Regions from separate parts of the Mus musculus genome. Here region 2 is linked to region 1. Evidence: chromatin contacts called from public promoter capture Hi-C data. All regions are on one chromosome and are shown on one strand. Each heading gives the region's core, a stretch centred on a gene start, on an enhancer-like site or on the middle of the called end of the contact. The rest is flanking DNA. Distances are from core to core; before and after follow the strand shown.

Evidence for each region. Promoter capture Hi-C pulls out the DNA fragments that hold promoters and counts their contacts.
Region 2: a promoter capture Hi-C map of 3T3-L1-derived adipocytes shows a contact between it and region 1, with 6 times the contacts expected there. The contact joins the enhancer-like site here to the promoter of Snx10 in region 1. A contact is called at or near these places in 13 of 39 promoter capture datasets (the 3T3-L1 cell line, 3T3-L1-derived adipocytes, cranial neural crest and 7 more), 1 of 15 datasets of contacts at CTCF or cohesin (embryonic stem cells), 32 of 484 Hi-C or Micro-C datasets (the AML12 cell line, the C2C12 cell line, CD4 T cells and 20 more), 13 of 115 datasets of contacts at active chromatin or transcription factors (bone marrow-derived dendritic cells, craniofacial prominence, embryonic basal ganglia and 6 more) and 2 of 9 other capture datasets (adipose tissue and liver).

What each region holds. Positions count from the first base shown.
Region 1 is chr6:51,522,059-51,525,790 of GRCm38.p6, forward strand. It overlaps Snx10 (sorting nexin 10), which reads left to right and starts at 1,845. Exons shown (of 7, transcript NM_001127349.1): 1 at 1,845-1,976.
Region 2 is chr6:51,209,755-51,213,486 of GRCm38.p6, forward strand. No RefSeq gene overlaps it. Among named protein-coding and RNA genes, the nearest start is that of Gm32403, 4.3 kb to the left of the region's middle. Within about 2 kb of position 1,922, at least 36 of the 459 cell types and tissues checked have an H3K27ac peak or open chromatin away from gene starts, as enhancers often do. A contact at or near this core is called in 3T3-L1-derived adipocytes, the C2C12 cell line, adipose tissue and 2 more, where this site is marked.

The DNA of each region.
Region 1 (3,732 bases), core at 595-3,094:
AAGAAAAGTGTCTGAAGACAGCTACAGTGTACTAACATATAGTAAATAAATAAATCTTTTAAAAAAAGTGCTTTGTCCCCAGTGGGTGGTACTGTTTGGGAGGGATTAGAAGGTATGGCCTTTTGGGAGGAGGTGTGTCACTGGGAGTGGGCTTTGAGGTTTCAAAAGCTGACAGCATTGCTAATGAGCTCTCACTGCCTCATGGTTGTGGATCAAGGTGAGCTCCAGTTACTGGTCCAGCAAATGCCCACCTGCCCTCTGCCATTCTCCCATTATGATGGTGTGAAACTGTGAGCTCAATAAACTCATCGTCTTTAAGGTGCCTTGGTCATTGTGTCTTATCACGGTGACAGAAAAGTAACTAAGACAGAAGTTGGTTCCTAATACAACCAAGCTTCAAACATGCTATGATCCTTCTGCCTCCAGCTCCTGAATGCTGAGATTGCACACGTGTTTCAGTCATTACCGTGCTAAATCCATAAATGTTGTAAATCTTAAATGCATTGTCAAACACTGGGCAGAGTGTGCACACCTTTAATCCCAGCACTTGGGAGGCAGAGGCAGGCGGATCTCTGTGAGTTCGAAACCATCCTGGTCTACATAGAGTTCCAGGACAGCTATATATATTAAGACCATGTCTTAAATAAACACAAAACCAAACAAACAAAAACAAAATATAACAAATTCTATTGTCCTCCAATACTGTATACTAACATATTGTAGTTTAAAACCAGCTATTGAGTACTTAAAGTATAAAGTAAATGACTATTCCATTAGGGTGAATTTTTGTAGACATTACTTGAACATAGGTTTGAAATGTGCCCAGATTGCTTAAAACAATACATTAAGATCCTAGGCTTAAGCTGTATAAATATCACATATTCAATTCTCAATCTCCAGGGCTAAATGCTCTCATAGTAAAGTTTTTGTACTTTTTTTTTTTTTGGTTTTTCAAGACAGGGTTTCTCTGTGTATTCTTGGCTGTCCTGGAACTCACTTTGTAGACCAGGCTGGCCTTAAACTCAAAAATCTGTGAGTTCCAAGACAGCCAGGGGTATAAGGAGAAACGCTGTCTCGAAAAACAAACAAACATACAAAAAGCAAAACAAACGATGGTTGCATGTATTATAGTTTGGGTGCAATTTTAGGTCATTAAATACCAATGATGCAAAAAAAAAAAAAAAAAAAAAACAATGATGCAGCACTCAGAGATACGAGTCTAAGATAAGACATTGCATTTTGGCAAGTTTTGTTCAGGAGGTCAGTGTAGCTATGGAATATAGTCATGGACAACTTTTCTAGGAGGATGCTGGATGGTCCAAGATTCGCTGAGTCTTTCTTTTTTGTCCTTAGATTTATTTATTTTATTTTATGACTGTTTTGGCTTCCTGGATGTATGTGCACCACGTGAGTGCTAGGGCAGAAGAGGGTGGTGACTGGAGTTAAAGGCAGTTGTGAGCTACTGTATGGATGCTGGGAGCCAGGTCCTTTGCAAGGGCAAAAAGTGCTCTCAGCCTTGAGCCATGCACACAGGTGGGTGAGAGCCAGCTCAGATGATCTATAGGAACCGGACATATCTTTGGCAGACTCTCATAGCTTTCTCCTCATCGTACATGAAAACACATTTTTTAAAAAGTTACGGAGATATTAAAAATATTGTTATAGCAAACAGTATATGCCCTCCATCGAGATCCTGCTAACATCTAGTCATGCTTGTTTGTTATTGGCTTCTCTCATCTTGATTCCTCACTGCTGGGTAGGGAGAAAGACCCGCTAGCTAGGTGGCCTTTCCTACGTTAAGGCTGGCAGTGGCGGGTGGGGGTGGGGGGCGGCGGCGGGCGCGCAGGGCGGGGCGGGGCGCTGCGTGCGCTGGACGCGGGGCTGCGCTCCTCGGGTTCGCTCTTAGGCGCTCGTCGCCGCCGCGCCTTGAGTCAGCAAACTCCGCCGTGCTCCGGGCCGGGCGTTCAGAACCGCGTGTGAGTAAACTGAGCCTTAGGGAGGGAGTCGGGTGGCGGGCGCCGCGCCTGCCCCGGCACCTGCTCAGCTCGGCTGGGGACGCCGGGGCTGCTGGAGCGAGCAGGTTCTCTCCCCGACCCCCACTTCTTTCCGAATACAAGGCCAGGCACCTTTGAGTTTAGAGGCTGGGAGGGCCAGGGGAGGTTTTTTTTTTTTTTTTTTCTCTTTCATGGGATTGTGGGATTGATGGAAAAGGCCGCGGAGGAAACCCACGCTGATGAGCTGATGATCGGGTTTGCTGAGATTGGGAAGCAACAGCCTGTTTTATCGGTTCTGGACACATCACACTCCTTTGCTAAAATTACAAGTATTGTTAAGGGGATGGTCACGGGATGTCTGCTTCCGCAAAGCACAGGCGCGTGGAGAGCGATGGATCAGAAATTGAGAACACTGATCTCAATTTTCGTGATCTCCATCAACCCTTTTAGTTTGCGACAGGGGAAACCAAGGTCTGCAAGGGTGGAGCAGCATGCACCCGGTGGGAGGGGTGTGTGAAAATCCCTCTCGTCCGGGGAGTGGGCTTGTGGGAGTGGCCGGAAGTGGGCTGGGGGTATTATGGAACTCCTTCAACCAGTGGCCAATCGGGGGGGGGGGGGGAGGGGGGCTTTTCTGGAGGAGGAGAAGGAGGAGGTTAAGTATCCTGGCAACAATCAAGCGTGACTTCGCTTGATTCCTGTCGCTAAGGCAAGGATACAACGGGACAGTCATTCGGGTTGCACCCAACCTCTCCGTGTCTTCCTCCCTTCTGATCCTGGGAATAGGCCCATGGTCTTGAGCATGTCATTAGCAAGCATTTTACCACTGCGCTGCACCCCAGCTCCCGTTTATTTTTAAAGGAGTGGTTGACTGACAGACTGTTTTGAATAGCGATATAAGTGTAGATATATTTAGAAGTGACTGTGTGGAGATGTTCAAGACCTCATTAGCAGTTTCCTCAAGTTATCCAGACCATCCATCCCGGGTTCTGTCAGTGCATTCTTAGCTACAGACACGGGCCTGACTGGCACTGCCCTAAAGAAGGTGTGCCCATGGTGGTGGTGGGGTGGGGTTGCAGCCTTCTGGCCTGCGTGCTTCTTTCTCCACTGCTCTGAACTGTTACCCACTTCCTTTACTTCACTGATGGGAAGACCTTCCGAGTTTGGGGTCTTGAAATAAGCGCCATCATGCTTTCTGTGTTAAAGTGTTTCCTTTGCCACACAGTCCTCATTTCTCTCTCTCTCTTAGTCCAGGCATGGCACTACTTTCATTTTTGAGTTAAGCAATTGGGGAACTAGTTTGTTTTTCCTCTTTTGGTATTGGGGCTGGGATGTAACAACCACCTGAGAATAGGGTCCAGCCTATAAAAGAAGGGCCTTGGCTGAAGTGATGGTGGCCAAGTGGAATGTCCCTTAGATTTTAGGGCTGTTATTTATCACCAAAGGACTTTTTTTTTTTTTTTTGAAATATAATAGGTATGAGTTAACATTTAAGCTCTCTATACCATGTTCCAGCTAGAAGCTATATAGGACATTGTGTTAGCCACAACTTCTGGTTTCAGACCCTTCTGAGTTGAATTCTTGGTGCCCTTGTTTGCTACTTAAGTCATTGCTGGCAGGTCAGGTCAGGCGTGATGGTGCATATCTGTAATCAGGACACTTGGGAGGTGGCAGCAAGAGGATCAGGGGTTTCAGGCCATCCTTATGAGTCCTTGTCTCAAAAATGACAAAACTCTGTCCT
Region 2 (3,732 bases), core at 672-3,171, 310 kb before region 1:
GCACCGGAGTCGAGTCCCGTGGCCCAGGTCTGAAGTAAAAAAAATTAAATGATTTTTTAAAAAGATTGTTTCTTTTTACTGCCTCTAGAAATACATATTAAAAAAGAAAAACAGTAAAGCCACTGCTTTCTGTATGTGGCAGTCTCAGACAGAACAAAGATAATTTGCTGGGGCTTTTTGCTAAGTGCCTGGATTTCTATTGATCAGAGAAAATGGGCGCCGTGGGCTGGGGGATTTTTTTGCTTTTCTTTTCCAAATCCCAGGTCCATCAAAATGCATAACTGAAATTTAGCAAGAGATTGGGAAAACTAAAGCCGTTCTTGCTGTCTCGAGGAAGATGGTCTCTGGACCCGGCTGGGCCTCGCTGGCACCCATGGCTAATCCAAACAGGACAAAGAGAGTGTTCCTTTCTTCCTCTCATCCAGTCCCAAAGGCTCCCACGACTAAGCATGCATTGTCACATGCGCATTGTTGTCTCTTGTTTCATCTCATGGTCACAGTGACCCCATGAGATAGCCCATTTCCCACAGGACAATTGGAGGCTTAATTCTTAGCCCAAGATCACACAACAATATTCAAAATCAAGTCTTCTGGCCTCCAAAGATCAAAAGTCCTGAATTATTAGAGATCACTCATTAAATAGCTGTCAACTGACTCATCTCCATGTTTAGGTCAGCAATGCAAATGGCTGACCCACCTACAAATGGCTGACCCGCCTTTATGCATGCCCAAGCCCATTCAATCTTCTTCCTGTGCAAGGTGCCGTGGCCCAGTCTCTCTCCAGGTGAGGTTTGGACTCAACAAAGGTTTAAGGAATGTGAGCAGGTCTGCCTGTCACCTGCAAGGTCCTCTATCTGTGTCAGCAGAATACAGACACCCAGCAGCAAGCCCTTGGCTCCATGGGGCCACAGCATGAAAGTCAGCAGGTCCCCCTGAGTTGCTGTGTGAGAGGTACCCTCTCAGGGCACTGACAAACTCAATCAGGGAGGACCATGATCAAGGTGTGACTTCGACTGTGCTAAGCCACTGTGATTGACTAGGGACTAGGGACATTAGTCAGTCAGCACTCACTAACTAATATACTAGGAAGACTATGGCTTCCGTGAAATAAAAAATGGAGATTTGACCATTAGGATCTTGAAGTCTCACTTAGTTCTCTGTAGTGACAGTCTACTTGGGTGTTGGGAAGTGTCAAAGCCAGGGTGTCCTCCACACCTGAGAAATCTTGGGATTCCTATGACATTCTTTCTACCCTTCCAGCCCCTGCCCTTCACCACTCATGTTTACAGGTAGGACCAAGCTGTCTCTGCTAAGAGGCTCTTTGTCCACAGTTTTACCCATCCAAGACCCCTTTTTTCCCCATAACGCCTCTCCCGTGTGTTCTAGACAGTTCTAAGCAAACACACACTGTCTTCAACCTCAGCAGCAGTGTGGACAGCTTCTGGGGGCTCTGCTCGCTGGCCACAGCCTCCCCACCCACTTCTGCCCACCTAGTGACCTTCGTGGGAACTTAGACCCACAAAATTCTTCCGCCAAAAGGGGGGCTGAGGACAGGCCTGGATCTTGAGAAGAAAATAGAAAGGTTTGGCTCTTTGAAAAGTACTGACTTTCTGAATGATCCTCCCTTGATATCTGTAAGCCATTATGTTTAATAAACACAGGCGGGAAGAACGTCTTCTTCTGCGGCTCATGCGTTAACCCACAGAATGAAGGGGGTGTCAGTGCACAGGAAGTAGTGATGACACAGCCACACAGACCCCGAACCACTAGAGAAAAGAGTATGTGTGGAATGTCGGTTTTTTTTTTTTTTTTTTTTTTTTTTTTTTTCTGTACTGAAACTAACTTCTCCCTCTTCTGGCGTGCCAAAGCACTTCAGGGAAAGCTATTTCTGTCAGCTCACAAGCGCCATGCTCTTGGGGGCTGGAGTTGGACCTCAGTACCTCCCTGTCTGTGGCCTCACAGTGCCCTGGCCTTCAGGGGCTTGTGAATCACACACACAATAGGAAAAAACCCAAACCAAACCAAAACAGACAGGAAGAGTTGAAACTGGGCTTTTGTGTGCTGTGACAAGAGTGCAGATGTAAAGCCAAGGACTTGGTTATATTTGGTGGGAGTATTTGGTTATCTACGGTAGAGGTATTTGGCTGTGGACAGAGTGGGAGAGAGGGAAAGACGGGGATACTCGTAGAGTAGAGGCACACTATTCCTAATATTACAGTATATTTGGTTGACTATTAGAGTGGAACTGTTAGGGACTGGCCATTATTCCTCCCCTTCAGTAAATGATCCCTTTCTCTGACTTCAGGAGTAGCTGGGAACTGGCTTGAGAGACTACCCCAGCCGAGGCTATCCCAAAATCCACGTCCTGGGCTGGAGACTAGAATCCATCCTCGGAGAACCCGGGGCTAAGCCTTGCTTCCTCTCTCTCCAGCCCTCCAACTCCTGCTCTGTCTCCTGTAAGCTACAGAATCCTAGCCACTGAGGGCACGGCTGCTGGGTACCCCAGTGCATGTTGTTCTAACACCTGGCTCACAATATAAATTACCATCAATTCCAAGGGCGAAAGTCAAGGTTAATGACAAAACAAAGGAATGCATAGTTAACCAATAAAAGTGTTCTACCGCTACCCAAGATGAAATAAGGTTAATTAAAGTAATTTTCAAAAATGCTAGCAGGACCACAGTTCCGGGGAATGTGTGAGCAGGGCAGGCACGTTTGCATCCTTAAGGGACGTAAGTGATCCAGGCAGACATAGAGGATGCATCTGCAGCCACGAAGGCCAACAACGAGTTAGCTTTATTTTTGCAAGCCTCTTTTGTTTTTGACACATTCAGGCACTATTACATCTAAAATTCAGTGCCCTAAGCATTATATGCTGATTTCTATTTATAAAAGCCGAACTATAGGAAAAGTAATTGATTAAGTTAACCATTCATCCGTAGGTACTTAAGCATGAAGATCTATGGGGCCCGGCACTTGGTCATCTTCAGCCATTATTGCACAGTCTATAAGAATACAAAATGGCCGGGTTTCTATGGCACAGCTGCGACTTTGATGGATCGTGAGAAGACATGGCCACCATTTTTAATTCTGGAAATGTAAGCTTTTCTGGAGTAAATTAACCTAATCACACAGCACGAGTAAATTAATGCCAGTTCACTACCTAATTGCAAAAATAATATTAACCTGAAGAATCTAAATCTACTGGTGACACATACTCAATTTTTATAGTGTGCCCCTGACAGTTTTTCTGGGTTATATGTGGTCCTCTGCAGCGGTGGCATCTCTGCTAATTAAAAATGCTGAGAACACAAATACCACTGGCCAAGTGATAGGAAGACGTCCGTAGCGGCCATTAGGCTGTTATAATTGGGACACTACTGGGTATCTTGCATAGCTGAGTCAGTGAGAATTTCTCCAGACTTACTCCCTGGGCCATAAGGGGGATTTTTCCCCCCAAAGTAGGCCTGCTGCTTCCTGCTCTCATTTACCAGCCTGCAGTGGGAGAATCAGACACAGTGTGAGGTGACCAGTGCCTTTGGCAGCATCCTGGGCACTGGTGCCCTGGAATCCCTGAGATGGGAGGAGACTTGACTCCAGCAATCCGGAAGAGGGAGGGCCTGAACTTACAAAATTTCTCCTGGGCCTCAGCCTCAGAGCTTTCCAAGATGGGAAGCTTAAGTAGCAACTTTGGGGGCCAAGGCAGAGTAAACGCAGAGCAGAGCAGAGCGC